Linked DNA regions of Sus scrofa: region 2 is linked to region 1. Evidence: chromatin contacts called from public HiChIP or PLAC-seq data. All regions are on one chromosome and are shown on one strand. The core of a region is the stretch at or near the end of the contact, and the rest is flanking DNA. Distances in the headings are between cores, read along the strand shown.

Region 1 (5,145 bases), core at 249-2,748:
CTGGTTAACCAAGGGTGAATGAAACAGATTAACTGTGCCATTGACTTTTAACATTGCAGAAACACGTATATTTCTGAACTTCCTTTCCTTCTAGGAGCAAACAACTAATTTCCAAAACTGGCTTTAATCAGTATTTAACATGACAGTCCTTTTTTTTAGGCAGGATTTTTGACGCTGTTTTGCTTAATTAGTTCAAATTAGGTGTATTTATTCCTAGAGTGGAAGATGAAAATCCATGAGTGAGTAAGAGTGATTAATATCAGTTTAGTTTGAGCATTTGTGGGGCAGTCAACTAAGAATCCTATGAAAATTTATGTCTTTAGGCCATGAGTACCATATCCCCCACTCTTGTTCTTCCATTGTCTCTTCCAGGCACAGACACGTATGTCAATGGGTGTCTACACACCACCTGCAGAATGGGATGTTTCCCATGGGGTGTGGAGCTTTTAGAGTATAAACAGATCGCCAGTTTGGCTGCTGCACCCAGGTAACAGTTCCAAATAGCTGCTGTGAGAGTAGTGCAGACCTGCCCAGTATGGAGGAGGAGCTGGGGACCCCTCTCTGACCTTTCCCCTTTGTGGCAGCCACACCTGACCTTCATGAAGCAGAGGTCCTTGTCCTGTGTCTACCTGAACAACATATATCACCGGAAGGACCTGGGCAAGGGTTACTCAATGCAATTAAAAAGTCAGTTTACTGAAATATCCACATCACCAGCTCACACTTCTACACCGCCAATTCTACTGAACTACCCAAGGTCAGGGTCTTCCTGTCCAGGACTATACTTTAGCACCCAGTACAATGGCTGCCACAGAACAGACTTTCAGTAAAGATTTCAACTGGATGACTAGCACAAGCTGTTGGGGTAGCAGTAAAGACACTCCAGGATCCTGTTTCCACAACTGCTAAAGTTCACAGCTGTCAGGCCCTTAAGCTCCAAGGTCAGCCCTGAAAGGGCAGCTGGTGGAGGCTGCAGTATTCACCCAGGCTTATGCTTAATCTTCGGCCATTCCCTCTAAGCTGTTGCTGAATGGAGCTCCCTCTAAAATCTTCCACAGATATCACTGCAGTTAGAGTTACCCAGTGCCTTCTTCTAAAGCTAGCAATCCTTGGCCAAGGTTGGCGTGTACCTTGGCTTAGACTGATGTCTATGCCTGGCTCATGTTTTCTTTTCATCTTAACATTTTTCAAGACCCTCTTGGGAATTAACTATTTTGTGACTTTGCAAAAGCCAACGGATTTTCCTTTCTTACTACCTTCGTGGCAAGTAGGGAATATATTCTCATTACAGCACTCAGACCAGTGTAGACACTCATTTTTGGTTGTGTATTAAAGTTATACTATTGGATGAATCCAGAAAAAAATGTTGAGTTAAAATATATCTTTAATACTACATGCAAGTATAGATGAGGAATTAAAGACTGAAGCATCTATCTAGCGGTTAGGTCAGAGAATAGAAATCAGAGAACTACTCAGTATGTCTGCACACACTAGAACAGCTGGTCATCTCTGGCAAATCAGTTAGCATTCCTGTAATTTTTGTTGCCAAAGTGACCACCATTTAATTATCCTTCTGGTGAGCAGGCTAGACTACTCTCTACCCACCCGAGAGCTCTGTTCTGAAGAGCTGACAGTGCTCTGCATGCCAGCCCAGGGGCTCTATGAAGACAAGAACAATTCTGTCCTGTTGGTTAGTGGGGACACAGTGCCTTGCACAATGCCTGGCCCGATGCTCAAGCAACATTTGTTGAATCAGTTAAGGAACCCTTAAGGTGCTCAATATGCCTGACCATCTTCCTTATTCTAGATAGTATTACAGAGTTCATTCTCCTCAAACATGTTTGGTCAGGATTCTGTGGGAAGGAAAATAATGTCAGCCCAACAGGTTTTCTTTTTCTCTCTGTGAATAGGGAATTTTTTTTTTTTTTTGGTAGTATAAACAGGCAAATACAGACGTCAGACACTATTAAACAAAATTCAGTTGTTTCTAATAGAGTTCAAGTTGTTTCTCACTTTAATAACTGGAGAATGCTTATTATTCACTTGGCAGTCATTTTTACCACTTCAGAAGAAATTATTGGGTTGACAGAATCATAGAGAAATGTATATGGAAATTAAATAATTGAACACCATCATATCAAACTGATTTATAGAAACTCGTGCTGATTCTTTCCCATACTTTGCTAATTTACTATTCTAATAGCCTAGAGCGTGCGTTTAGCAAATATCATAGCTGCATGTGCCACAAGCTTCATTTTCCCTCACACTGACCTTGGATTAACCCTTCACCTTTCATTCTACAGTTAATTAAATCCAGTGACATTTCGGTTCGACACTCTCCACTGAAATATTGAGTGAGGGTCTTAAATCCCTTCATACTTGTCCCAACCGCCATGCCTACCTCCCCATCATACATCTGCTTCAGTGTCACAATGTTTTGTCAAAAACTGCAGTACTGCCATGGTAACATCATAAACCTGTCCCTTGCCCAACTCTTCAAGGAGTTTATAAAAATCCAGCTGTAAAAGTTGGCCATCGGCTGTGTGAGATGGTTGTTTTATGTTTGGTAGTTAACCTTTTTTTCCCTTTCTTTCTTCACTGTTCCCACTCCGAAACCACTCATTTAAAAATATTTACAAAGTAATTTAACATGTATTTAGCCATCAAAGAGGAAACTGGAGTTGAGCTCAAGCTGACTTTTCTTACCACTATACTGCTGTCTAAGGTTAAAATTGTCACTTTTTTTTTCCTTTTTACCATCTGGGTGAGCTCAGCTGCAATCAGTTCTTTTTTCATCCCCCTCTCATTTCCTCTTGCTGGGAAGTCTTCACTTCCCTGAGTTCCTTTTGAATGCAGTGAGAAACCCATATATAGGAAAAATACAGAGGCATTCATGGGAACGGAGGCAGGCCTGGGAGGCACGAATCATTCCAGCACAGTTAGTCTCCATTTTACTGGAACCCACTTAACTCCACTTGAAATGGGGTGAAGTTGTTCCTTTTATTTTTTCTTCAGAGATAAGTTGCCTAAGGTATTTGTTTCCCCATTATTTCTAATTTTTTTTTCTTTTCTTTTCATTAGTTTGGGCATTTGTGTGGAAATCCCATCTATCCTTATCCTAAAGTTTTAGATAAGGTTTGGTGAGGTTACATCACTCATAGTGGACAGAGATGATACAGGGAACCCTGCATCTACCAAAAAAAGGAAGATTTTTAATTTTTTTTCTTAAATAAAATGAAACTTGTTAGGCAAAGAAAGAAACAACAACAACAACCAAAAAAAAAAAATCAAAGGAAGAGTCAACCAATGTCTACTGGAACTATTCTGAGTTAAGAGTCTTTGAAAGACTATAAATACAGAAGTACAGAAATGTTAATCATATGATATTTGATAAGTTTGATTCATTTGAGCAAAATTCAGGTGGAGGTTTTGATAGCATTATCACAGGCTAGTTTACTACCTCAGGACAAACATTGAATGTGTGTAATTAAATAGTTCCTGGTGAAAGAAACTTGAATGGTCAGAATTGCACATCTAAATCAAAGTGGAGGTAGGCAGTCTTTCTGGGAAACATACACAGGATCTATTCCAAGGCCGGGAAGCTAATGTGTGTGTATTCAAAAGGGCACATGGAATGACCTGAGTCATTCCATGACAGGTGGCCCCGGCACAATCACAACACTGCTGAGGTCTGTGAACTTGTCTTGGGAGCTTCCCATCTTCTGTTATCCTTGCCTTTCTCCCTTGCTTATTAGCACAATACTCAATACCCAGCACAGATGCTCAACGTATGTGTTCTCTGCAAATGATTTATTTTACCCTTTTCATTTCTAATTAGTAATAATTAGTAATGTTATCATTTCAGGAACTGTATAATTACATCTAAAATCTAGAGATCTGTAATATCTTGAAACTATTCACCATAGCCCAGCAAATGAATAACTCAGCTCAGACCAAAAAAAAAAAAAAAAATCCCCCTCTTCCACACTGACAATGTGTGGTAATAATATCAGAGTCCTTACCCATGAAATGACAGAGTCACAGAATGCTTGCAGTGGAGATGGTTATCAGTTAACTTTAAAAAATTATTTTCATGCACTCTGCAACTTGGAATTCCCCCCTTGCCCTGCCGCCTTGATGTCAAGAGCAACTACACATGTGGTTCTGAAGGCCACACGAGTTAATCTGAGACTACCCTGGAAATTCCCTCCTTTGGGTGTAATGGTTCAGTGGAATGACAGGTTATTTTACAGGGTAGTTGTTTCAATGCAACAAACATTCTAAACAAGAAAAAGTAGCACTAAAATTAGCAAAAATAGCACTAAACACTGTTTTTCTCAAAGTCTGTTATATTTCAGGCAGGGGCAAATGCACAGAGAAGTCAACACTTCTGATCTACTGATAAAAAACTGAGAGTTCTCCATGTTATTAGGAGATGAAGTCATGTAGATGGATGAGCTCATGTAGAAAGAGTGTATCTAGAATGAGCAAGGAAGGAATCAAGGTCAAAGCCTTGAGGAACTCCAACACTAAACTGTTGGAGAGTAAAAAATAAGCTAGAAGATGAGTCTCTAAGAAGTAGTCAGAGAAGTAGGGGGAAAATTAGAAGCATGTGGGGGCTGCAGAAACCCAGAGAATTAAGTGTTTTAAAGAAAATCAGTGTGGACAATATTCTTGAATTCTCATATAAGGTCAAGAAAAGTAAGCAAAAGAAAAATTATTTAGCATATTATGAACTGAATTATATCCTTCCAAATTGAAATGCTGAAGCCCTACTGCCCTATGGTAACTGTTTCTGGAGATAGGGCCTTTAGAGAGGAATTTAAAGTTAAATGAGGTCATATGGGTGGGACCTCATACAATATGCCTGGTGTCCTCATAGGAAGAGGAAGCAATTCCACAGAGAGTACAGGCCATGTGAGGATACAGAGAAAAGGTGGCCGCCTCCAGGCCAAAGAGAGAGGCCACAGGAGAAAACAAACTTGCTGGCACCCTGATCTTGGACTTCCAGCCTCCAGAATTGTAAAAAAATAAATTTCTGTTGTTTAAGCCACTTAGGTATTTTGTTGTGGCAGTCCTAGCAGATTAATACAAGCAACAAGTGTCTTAGATTACCTATGATAAAGCCACTTCAGGGAGAGGTGG
Region 2 (5,499 bases), core at 851-3,350, 130 kb before region 1:
ATGTTTGAATGTACTTTTATGATTTTATAGACTACTACAGTCAGGGTAGATTATTAAATCATTAGGCATGTAAGTGGGCTGCAGTTCTTAATCAGGGTAATTTTAGAGTTTCACCTCTTTCTGCTTTTAGTCTTATTCACACAAAACTAAAGATGAGTAACAAGTTCTGAAGCTTCCTTTTTTAGCATAATCAAGTTTCAATAAAAATTTCATTTCTTTCTGTAATTCCTCTTTCTGTAATGGGCCTCATGTTTACAACTGAGGTATCATTTTATTTTTTAATCTTTTTCTTTTCCTCCCTAAAGGCTTATCTTACATTTATATCTAACAATTCAGTCCCCCCAGCATATTTTCCAATTTCTATTGTACACATTAGTAACGCACAAAGTTTGTGTTTTATTTACCATAAGGCTTTCCTAGAGCTCTGGTCAGAATACAATGTTTTAAGACAAACCATATTTTCATAGTTTCAGTGTTACAATTAGCTATTGCATTCCCATATAGGGATTCGATGTTAAATAAATCAAGAATATGACCAACAGTAGGCTGTAAGAATGAAACTCTGTCTACAGGTCTCTTTAATGATTTAAAATACAACAGTGTTTTGTTCCAAGCCCTACAGAATTTTAGAACGGGCAGAAATCTTAGACATCGACTTTAACACCTAAATTTCACGAGGAAACGGAAATTAGGACTTGGTGACCTTCTTGGGTCATATTGGTAGTTATTCGCTTCCTGCCTGGTCTCTGTCAACCTTCACTTTGCCTCCTAGATAAAAGATCTGTTGACTCGGACTTAAGGCTCCTTCTTCGGTGTCTGGGCTGATGTCCTTCCCAACGCTCAAAGGACATCCGTCTTCTCCCGCCCCTCACTGGACTTACTTCCTGATGCAAATCCTGCTTTTCCTTCGAGATCAGATGATGCCTCCTTGAGGACGCAATGACTGATCCCTACTCTTCACGGACTTCCCACGGAATTCCCACTTTCAGATGGTACCTATCTCTTCTGAGGATGTATTACCATGACTAAATTACTTGCCTCTCTTCCTACTAGGTCCCATTTTCCTTGAGGAAAGCCCTCATTGAAGCCATCTTGAGAAACGTCTGATTTATTATGATTATTTTTCTAACACTTAAAAGTATTCCACAAGTCTTAGGCATTCCAAAACTTGTTGGCTTGAGTGAGTGGCTCCAAACCTTTGTTCGACTTTTCTGCTGGCTTGCACTGTAGGGACAACTCAGGGTTAAGGTGCTTGGAGTAGAAAGAATCATCAACTGAACATTTCGCCTATTTTTTCATTCTTTTGTTTGGAGGTCTCAGGCTCTTTTACATTAATTGCCCCAATCTTGCTAGCACAATAGGTCAAATCAAATAGATGTATTATTTCTTACTAGAAAACATGTAATGATAGTGATTATACAAAGCTGTGTGGGACATCTTTATTAATAGTAAGTTACTCTTTTCTTGGGGTGTCCTAAGGTGACCGATTGTCCAAACGAGATTTAGCACCAGCCATATCTTTTGCTGCTAGCTTGAACTAACTCCCTAAAATTCTCTGCTCTCATTCGATCTGATGAATCATTACAGAGGTGTAGCCTCTGCAGGGTAAGCTACTAGTTTCTTATCTAGTTTCACCTCCATGTATTCCAGTGTTTTCATGCTCTGGATATTTATGGAGGCGTATGGGCTTTCTCTGAGCTTAGAGCAGAGGCCACAATGCTATAAAAATAGTCTTCTGGCCACTGTCTCCTGATAGCCACATTATTACTACTAGGTGAGAATGAGGCCCACCAAGGGTTACTGATCCACAAACTCTTAGCAAGTGGGTCAAAATCCCCAACCTAGGACTGCCTCCCTACATGACAGACTGCTAGACCTTTAAGCAAGAAAAACATGAGAAAGTCCAAACTTTTTTTCTCCTCTTTCTTCTGAGTCTAAAAGCTTTAAACAGGGATTTGTGTCAGTTAGCTTTTGTTGCCTGACAAACCATCCCAAAATTTCATAACTTGAAAGATTTATTGAGTCCACAATTCTGCAGGCTGACAATTTGGCGGGTTTACCTAAGTGGTTATTCTGGTCTTGGCTGGGTTTACTTGTGGGTACGGTCAGCTGCTGGGTTGGCTGAGGCTGGTTGATTTAGGAAGGCCTCAGCTGTGATGCCACATGTCCTTACATGGTCTTTCATCCTCCAGCAGACTAGCTGGATCTTTATTTGGTGGTTCTGCCAAATTCAAGAGAAAGAACCAAAATACACAGAACCTCTTGAGGCCTTGGCTTGGAATTGGAATTAGTACATGACCCTGACATATTTTGCTTATCAAAGGCTAGCCCGAATTGAGGCATAGGGAAACAGACCTCAAATCTTGATAGGAGAAGTTGTGAAGCCATAGAGTGAAGGGGTGTGCACTCAATAAGAGAAATAGTTGCTTTCACTTTTTATACAGTCTACCGAACAACTCACAGAGCTTCCGACAAACCCCACTCAACTACCAGTATTGGACAAAGACTGGCCTTCATGAGGAAAGCTAAAAGGAAACAGCAACAAATCACCAGACATATGAAAAGACTTGGAGGTTCAGAAAAGGGGACAAATTTGAGACAATAAAGTAAATTATTCTTCCTCATCAACTTCTTTATTTATTCCAATAAACAAAAAGCTATTTTAAAAGTCTCTGATCTGTATTTTCAATGTGACCTGAGAGTACATCACATTTATGAAAATAAGAGCAGGCAGTAATAAAAAGGGAAGAGCCTGAGAACAGGACAAATAGAGTGAGAGGGTTGTTCTGTTCCTGCATTTTCCGGAAAGAGAATAAAAGTTATAAATTAGTATTAGACTTTGATAAGTCACAAATGACTGCTCTAACCTCTAGGCCAATCTCTAAAAGAATAATCAATGAGTGTACTGCTTCTAAACTAGCAGAGAAAAAACCCCAAAGAATGACAAGAAATCCAAAAGACGTAAAAAAAATGGAAGCTAAAAAGGAACATAAAATAATAGGATAGCTAATAAAGCACTCAATAAGACAGTAGGTTTAAAAGAATATATTAGTAATTACATCAAGTGGAAATGGACTAAATGATCCAATTAAAAGATAAAGATGTTATTAAACTGAATAAAAATGTAACACTCAGCTGCTTAGATGAAACACATCTAAAACAGAAGGATATATAATGGCTGAAGATAAGATGATAGAAAAAGATATACTATATAAACTATCAACCCAAAAAGCTGGTGTCCCTAGATCGATATCTGTCAAGTAAAACTTTAAGGCAAAGTTTTTTTTTTTTTTTTTTTTTTTTTTTTGTCTTTTTGCTATTTCTTTGGCCGCTCCTGCGGCATATGGAGGTTCCCAGGCTAGGGGTCGAATCGGAGCTGTAGCTGCCGGCCTACACCAGAGCCGCAGCAACGTGGGATCCGAGCCGCGTCTGCAACCTACACCACAGCTCATGGCAATGCCGGATCCTTAACCCACTGAGCAAGGGCAGGGACCGAACCCGCAACCTCATGGTTCCTAGTCGGATTCGTTAACCACTGCACCACGATGGGAACTCCTAAGGCAAAGTTTAATCTCTTTACCAGATATGAATGGATGCACTTTAACGATAAAAATTCAATTAACAGAGAAGATATTAACTATTTAAGGTGACACATGCCCAATATCGCTCCAAAATATGTAAAGCAAAATTGGCAGAACTATAAAGGAAAACAGGCAAATGCGCAGAGGTTGTAGCATCTCTCTCAATATCTGAGCGAGCACGCAGACTAAAAGTCAGCAAGAATGTAAGTGAAGTCAGTCAGACAATGAGACACCAACATCAAATGCTTTCACTGACATGTGGAATCTGAAAAAAGGACAGAATGAACTTCTGTGCAGAACAGATACTGACTCAGACTTTGAAAAACTTACGGTTTCCAAAGGAGACAGTTGGGGGGGTGGGGGGATGTGCTGGGGTTGTGGGATGGAAATCCTATAAAACTGGATTGTGATGATCATTGTACAACTATAAATGTAATAAATTCATTGAGGAATAAAAATATTTACACAAAAGTCAGCAAGAATATAGAAAATTTGAACAATACAATTGAAAAACTTGATGAACACATATGAAACACTGGGAATACATATTCATTTTAAACACATGTAGAACATTTGCAAAACTTGACAACCTAGTGACCCATTAAATAAAACTCGAGACACTTGGATTGAAATCACAAAGTAAATTTTCTCTGACTCAGGGCGATTAAATGGTAACGTAATGCGAAAAGATAAATAGACAAAACATATGTGTTTGGAAACTAAGAAATTAAGAAATACAAATCTATGTAGAACATGGATCAAAGAAGATGCCACAATGAAAATTAGAAACTGAAAATGAAATACTACATATTAGACTTATAGGATAGACTTAATGCTCTATTTAGAAAAAAGTTTTATGGGTTTACATACATTAGTTAGAAATAAGGCTGAAATTGATGAGCTAAACAGCTACCTTAGAGAAAAGAACAGCAAGTAACTAGAAAAACAATACAAAAGGAGGTGGAGTTGCGCAGCAATAAAACCCCAGAGGTCGTGAAGAAGATTTTTGGTAACTGAGCAAACGCAAAGAGAGGTCACATCCCCGCCACTTCCCTTCTGCAGTGAATAGGACACTCAGTGGACCGATTCTAGGGTTTGGAGGCTCTGCCTTTTAAACACCTTAAACAAGCTTGTTTTTGTTTAACCTTTGGTAAAAGGACAAGAACCCACTCTTATGGAAATAGGTAAAATAATTCTAGGCTACTCCAAACTCTGTTTCTTCTGCTCTGTCCTAGTTGTACCAGACTGACTACGAGTGAATGATAAAGGAAGTTGAATCTTCTTTCCGAAGACAGGTTTGGGTTGAGTCTTGTCCCGATGGTAAATAAAAGCCCCTGGATTCCCGTGTATCCAATATAATTCTGGATCGGCCATCACTCTTCACCTTCAGGATTTCATAACTGTTCTAATGGCCCAAATCCCAAAGTCACTGAAGAAATCCAGAGTTTCAAATTACTGGGTAGACTGATGCCCTCCCCAAGCCTCTCCGAATGGAGATGCACTTCAAGAAATGAGCTCACACCAAACAGGCCTGATTTTAGGGTGGGCTCAGAGGAAGAAACAGGGGAACACAGAGTAAGCAGTCCATCCCAGGATCCCCCAGCTCTACAGAGTTCCCCCAAAGTCCTTACCTTCCTTCCCAATGCCCAGGGACTCCATCCCCAGGGATTCTCCCTAGAATTTCCAAGATATTTACATTTTTGAAGTGCGTTGTTTATTCCCTAATGTCACTGGGCTCTTATTTTCAGAAGCTTTTTATACTGAATTTTAACCATTTGCTATAGAACAGAAGTAGTGAAATAAATAAAAAGGAGATATTAATGATAAAAAAACAAACATACTCTAAAGGAAATCAAGGAATCCCAAAGTTAGTTCTTTAATCAAGAATAAGAGAGAAAAGGCAGAAATAATCATGCTA

Evidence for each region. HiChIP or PLAC-seq counts read pairs in DNA pulled down with a chosen protein or histone mark.
Region 2: a contact with region 1 is called in an H3K27ac HiChIP or PLAC-seq map of skeletal muscle, with 2.0 times the contacts expected there. The contact joins two enhancer-like sites. A contact is called at or near these places in 2 of 47 Hi-C or Micro-C datasets (embryonic fibroblasts and liver) and 1 of 2 datasets of contacts at active chromatin or transcription factors (skeletal muscle).

The regions. Positions count from the first base shown.
Region 1 is chr7:8,360,509-8,365,653 of Sscrofa11.1, reverse strand. No RefSeq gene overlaps it. Among named protein-coding and RNA genes, the nearest start is that of ADTRP, 49 kb to the right of the region's middle. Within about 2 kb of position 1,498, at least 7 of the 83 cell types and tissues checked have an H3K27ac peak or open chromatin away from gene starts, as enhancers often do. A contact at or near this core is called in skeletal muscle, where this site is marked.
Region 2 is chr7:8,489,477-8,494,975 of Sscrofa11.1, reverse strand. No RefSeq gene overlaps it. Among named protein-coding and RNA genes, the nearest start is that of HIVEP1, 24 kb to the left of the region's middle. Within about 2 kb of position 2,100, at least 3 of the 83 cell types and tissues checked have an H3K27ac peak or open chromatin away from gene starts, as enhancers often do. A contact at or near this core is called in skeletal muscle, where this site is marked.